Regions from separate parts of the Sus scrofa genome. Here region 2 is linked to region 1. The links are chromatin contacts, called in public HiChIP or PLAC-seq maps. All regions are on one chromosome and are shown on one strand. The core of a region is the stretch at or near the end of the contact, and the rest is flanking DNA. Distances in the headings are between cores, read along the strand shown.

What was found. HiChIP or PLAC-seq counts read pairs in DNA pulled down with a chosen protein or histone mark.
Region 2: an H3K27ac HiChIP or PLAC-seq map of alveolar macrophages shows a contact between it and region 1, with 3 times the contacts expected there. The contact joins the promoter of LOC110260110 here to the promoter of SOCS1 in region 1. A contact is called at or near these places in 6 of 47 Hi-C or Micro-C datasets (embryonic fibroblasts, epiblast stem cells, fetal heart ventricle and 2 more) and 1 of 2 datasets of contacts at active chromatin or transcription factors (alveolar macrophages).

The regions. Positions count from the first base shown.
Region 1 is chr3:31,880,541-31,883,240 of Sscrofa11.1, forward strand. SOCS1 (suppressor of cytokine signaling 1) reads left to right here and starts at 1,351. Exons shown (of 1, transcript NM_001204768.1): 1 at 1,351-2,182. The coding sequence starts at 1,404. The coding sequence ends at 2,066.
Region 2 is chr3:31,920,882-31,923,581 of Sscrofa11.1, forward strand. LOC110260110 reads left to right here and starts at 1,334. Exons shown (of 3, transcript XM_021088377.1): 1 at 1,334-1,455. The coding sequence starts at 1,334.

The sequences.
Region 1 (2,700 bases), core at 101-2,600:
GTGAGCAGCGAAGGCGCCCCTCCCGCGCCGCCGAAGGGTTCCTCCGAAGCCTGTGGTCAGATCGTCGCTTCCTGGGAAGCCCAAGCCAAAACTGGGGACAGCAACAGGCAGGGAGGGGCGCAGAAGCAGCCATCTAGAGGCTCCGGCACTACGGGGCAGAGCAATGGCGAAAGCAGTCCGGAGGGGTCCCAAACGAGACCCCAAGGGCGGGTGGAGGTGTCTGGCTCCAGAGTAGAGGACCCAGATCTAGCCAAGGTGGGTGATGAGACACCTGATGGGGCAGAAGAATGTGCTAGGGTCAGTCCAAAGTATCCTTAAGGGGTTGGCTGCAGAAATCTGCGACCGAGAGCAGTGGCGGGGGCGGGGGAAGCTGGGCCACTAGGTCCGAAGGGGCGTCTGAGAACTGCCCAGGGAGCTCAGGGATGGGGCTGGAGACCTGAATAGAGGGGTCCTAGGACAGGTGCGAGGCTAGATCAGGACAGGGGGCCTCCCGGGGAAAGGTTCCCGGATTTGTGGCAAAGGTCGAGCGAGCCTGGCCTCCGAGGCGCGCACAAAAAGAAACCGAAAGTGGCGCGGAAGGGCGGGCCTGTAGTGGGGGGGGGGGTGTAGCCGTAGGGGGCGGGGCCTTCACTGACCACACCTCCAAGCCAGTTTAAAAGACTGGTGCAGGGGCGGGCGCGGAGCAGAGCGAGCTGCGGCCGTGGCAGCTGCACGGCTCCCGGCCCCGGAGCATGCACGAGAGCCGCCCCGGAGACCCCCGCCGCCCCGCCCGCGGCGCCCCGCGCCCCGCCGCCAGGTGAGCCCGGCACTGGGCAAGAAAGCGGGAGGGAAAGGGGAGGACGGCACAGGACAGCCAGGTTGCCAGGGCGGCCTCGGGCGCTGCGTGGTGGGGTCGCGGCCGCCACGCCCCTAGCCCCGGCTGGCTCCACCCTGGCAGACCCCCGCGCTTGGGGGTTCCCGCAACGCAGCTTTTCTGCCTTTGCGCAAATCTCGGAGTCGAGGCGCCAATCCCCGGCCTGGCCAGCAGGCGGCGGCCGTAGGGCGGCGAATGGGGAGCCGAGTGGCCGGAGTTGGGGCTGGTTTCTCCAAAGCACCTCTCTCCACGCCCCCCTCTCTTAACCAAACTTTGAGCGACTCCGAGCCCCACCGAGCTCCCAGCCGCGTGGAAGTACTCTGCGGACGGGGAAGCCCATTTTCTAGATGAGACCACTGAGGCTCAAAGGGCCGCCCCGACCTGGTCTTGCGCCCTCGACCCATTAGAAACGGATCCCCACCCCTCCTAAGTTGCCTCGCGGGTTCTCACCTGCCCAGCCCCACCCAGACTCCCCGCTCACTGACTGTCTCCCCCATCAGCGCACCCCCGGACGCTATGGCCCACCCCTCCGGCCGACCCCGCGTGTAGGATGGTAGCACACAACCAGGTGGCAGCCGACAATGCAATCTCCACGGCAGCAGAGCCCCGACGGCGGCCAGAGCATTCCTCCTCCTCCTCCTCCTCTTCATCTTCATCCTCCTCCTCCTCCTCACCCGGGGTCCCGGCGCGCCCGCGGCCCTGCCCGGCGGCCCCGGCTCCAGCCCCGGGCGACACGCACTTCCGCACGTTCCGCTCGCACGCCGACTACCGGCGCATCACCCGCGCCAGCGCGCTCCTCGACGCCTGCGGCTTCTACTGGGGGCCTCTGAGCGTGCACGGGGCGCACGAGCGGCTGCGCGCCGAGCCCGTGGGCACCTTCCTGGTGCGCGACAGCCGCCAGCGGAACTGCTTCTTCGCCCTCAGTGTGAAGATGGCTTCGGGCCCCACAAGCATCCGCGTGCACTTCCAGGCCGGCCGCTTCCACCTGGACGGCAGCCGCGAGAGCTTCGACTGCCTCTTCGAGCTGCTGGAGCACTACGTGGCGGCGCCGCGCCGCATGCTGGGGGCCCCGCTGCGCCAGCGCCGCGTGCGGCCGCTGCAGGAGCTGTGCCGCCAGCGCATTGTGGCTACCGTGGGCCGCGAGAACCTGGCGCGCATCCCCCTCAACCCCGTCCTCCGCGATTACTTGAGCTCCTTCCCCTTCCAGATATGATCGGCCGCGCCCGCCCTGCACGGAGCATTAACTGGGGCGCCTTATTATTTTCTATTATTAATTATTATTTCCTTGGAACCATGTGGGTTGGAGGGAGCGAGTGTGGGGGCGAGGCGCCTCCCGCCCTCGGCTGGAGACCCCTCCCGTAGACCCCTCCCCACCTCTTGTGGGGGTGCCCCCTCTTGGTGCTCCCTCTGGGTCCCCCTGGTTGTCCCCCTGGTAGTAGCTTAACTTAACTATCTGGGGCCAGGACCTGAACTCAGTACCTCCTACCTCTTCATGTTTACATATACCCAGTATCTTTGCACAAACCAGGGGTTGGGGGAGGGTCTCTGGCTTTATTTTTCTGCTGTGCAGAATCCTATTTTATATTTTTTACCACCAGTTTAGGTAATAAACTTTATTATGAAAGTTTTTTTTTTTTTTAAGAAAAAAGGTTTCTAGAGCGTGTGCTTTGGTCAAAGGTTTTCCATGATTCTGAGCGGGTCCCCGGGGTCCTAAGACTGACCTGTTCAGCTTGGCCAAAGGCCGTGTGGGGCCCAAGTTCTGGCTGGGAGCCCTGCATGGCTCTACCCACAGTGCTCAAGGGGAGAGGAACAGTTTGTCTAGTTTTGGTCTTGTCTCTGGTAACATG
Region 2 (2,700 bases), core at 84-2,583, 40 kb after region 1:
AATAAACAAAAAGAGGGTTGTAGTTTTCAAACTCTTACAACTTGCTTTTTTTCTTTCACAAACACCATAGGCATTTTCTCAGAGGAAGCAGCTTTTCCAAGTCATTGTTTTAATGTGGAGGGTCCATGGTGCGGACAGACTAATGAATTTAACCAGGTCACCCTAACTGTAATTTCAGCAAACATTTCTTTCTTGCCTACCTGCTTGCTTGCTTGCTACCTGGTGGCATAGGGAGTTCCCGGGCCAGGGATCAGAACTGAGCCCTGGTTGTGCCCTACGCCTTAGCTGGGGGCAACTCCAGGTCTTGAACCCACTATGCTGGGCCGGGGATCGAACTTGTGTTCCAGTGCTCCAGAGACACTGCCGATCCTGCTGTGCCATAGCAGGAACTCCCAGCAGCCATTTCTTGAGGCAGATGAGGTGTGTGCGGCTAAAAGAACAGGGCCCAGAATCCTTCAGTTCGGCCTTCTGATCCAGATGCCACCTCCTCGAGCTGTGTGACTGCACAGCTACGCAACCTCTCTGGTTGTCCTTGGCTTCTTGGAAGATGGAGAAAGAGCAGCCTCTGCGCATGCCTTGTGGTGGGACTTCCTGGGGACCCTGTGTGTGAGGTGCTTAAGAGCAGTGCCCCGCGGGTAAAGGGCGTTGGGGGTCGTGGTCGGTGAGCCAGGCGAGTTTGCCATCCGGGCAGCGCAGCGAGGGGTGCACGTGTGACCACACTTTGAAGCAGCGGGAAAAGAGGCCTCAGGGCTGCTTCCTCTACCCCAGCTGCTTCCACGGAAAGCACCTGCATCTCTTCGAGGTTGGGCCGACTCCAAAATCCCAGAACCATCTGGGGCTGGTTGGCCCACTGGCCGATGGTCATGGGTGCCCGGAGGGTCACGGCATTCTAGAAGGGCCTCCCCCACCTCCTGGCCCCCAGAGGAAACTGCGTTCAAGTCTGCCTGAAGCTCCGTCATCACCAACCCCCGCTTCAGGTTGGCCGTGACCTCTGCCTTCTGCCCAGCCCCCCTTTCCTTCGCAGATGAACGGCCCAGGGAGCCTCTGCTTTGTGGGAGGGTCACCACGGGGGTAGGGGGCAGCGGGACAAAGGCACAACCACCTGGCTCCCTCTGGAAGGGGCCCCAGCGGGAGGGCCAGAAAGCCCCAGCCTGAGACTCCAGCTCAAATCCCCAGCACCGAATTCCCCCGCGGGGATCGCCAGAGGCAGCCTTGCATCCCCAAGGTCACCACGCCCAGGCCTCCCATTTCCGCCCCTCCCAGCCCCCTCTCCGGGCTGCTCAGCCACTCTGAGCCTCAGTTCCCTGCAAAATGGGGCCACGGGGAGCACGAGATGAGGGACACGGCGGACCACCGCCGGGCAGGCGAACATCAGTGGCCCCCATTCTCTGCCTCCCTTGGCGCCGAGCCTGGCCCCATCGTCCTTCATGGCTATGAGACTATTTCTAGTGGCAGGTGGGGCTGCCTGGGAGGTGGGACCTCAGCACCCAGAGTCTCAGCCCAGAGCGGAGAGGGGGCAGGAGGACCAGCAGGTCCCTCCCCAGGGGTCTCCAAGCCCTGCAGCCATGGGTGGGGTGGAGTCCCCTGGTCCTGGGTGGGGCCAGCCTCTGACCTGCCCGGACACTCCTTGCTGCGTCTGGATTTTCACCCCTCCCCCACGCCGAGGCCCTGATTCAGGGTCTGCCAGGCCAGGGAGGGGCTGGGGGTGGGGGTGGGGAGCGTGGAGGTGCAGGGCCTGGCGGTCTGGCCTGCAGGAAAGCTGACTCAGGGGAATCCCACTAAACCCCACGGCGTGTTACCACCGGGGAGTGATTAAGTGGGGTGTCATGGGTGTGCCCCTGGCCTAGTAGGAAGCCATCACCTGACCTCTGGCCAGGTTCTGACTCAGGGCTGACCCCCCCCCGCCTCCCCAGGGCCAGATTCCCCTTTCTGCTGGCAGGTACCAAACGGTTCATTCATTGATTCATTTCTCTCATTTGTCCATTCATTGCATCAGATCGATCCTGGTGGCTCATGTGGGTGACTCATCTTCATTCATTAGTAATAAGCCCAGCCATCCTTTGGTGGGCCTGGCCTCCAGGCAGCTGCCTGGCCCAGTGCGCCATCCCCTCCTGTCTCCGCAGGACCCAGGAGGAGGGCTGTTATCATCCCCATTACGCGGAGGGGAAAAGTGAGGCACAGGAGATCTCAGCAGCACTGTGGAGCCAAGGTTGAAAGCTGGGTCTGCCACCGTCTCTAGAAAAAATATCGCTGTCTCCCTCAAGCCGTGCCTCCTCTGCTGGGCTGGGGTCCCCTCTTCTGGGCACCGGGACCAGCCCTGGGGCACCCTCGCTCCCAGACTGACACTTGAGGGCCGGGACCTGGTTGCACCCTGAGCCCCCGTGCCCCTCACTGGCATCTTCATGCTCTGCTCTTGGAGATCTGCCTCCTGAAGGGCACTGTCCTGGAGATGATGCAGGCTCCCCAAAAGCTGTGCAGGCCCCCTGCGGTCCTGTCCGCCTCCATGCTCAGAGGGCTTCCAGAAGCTTTGGTGCCACGGGGTCTCTCCACTGCACCCAGGCTCTCTCTGTCCTCGCCTCGTGGGCTCAGGGGAAAAACACGGCTCTCCCCGGGACGCTCAACACGAGGCCTTGGCGAGAAGCGCGGTTTCTGGGAGGATGGACAGATGAGGAGGGGGTGTGGTGGCGGGACTGACATCCG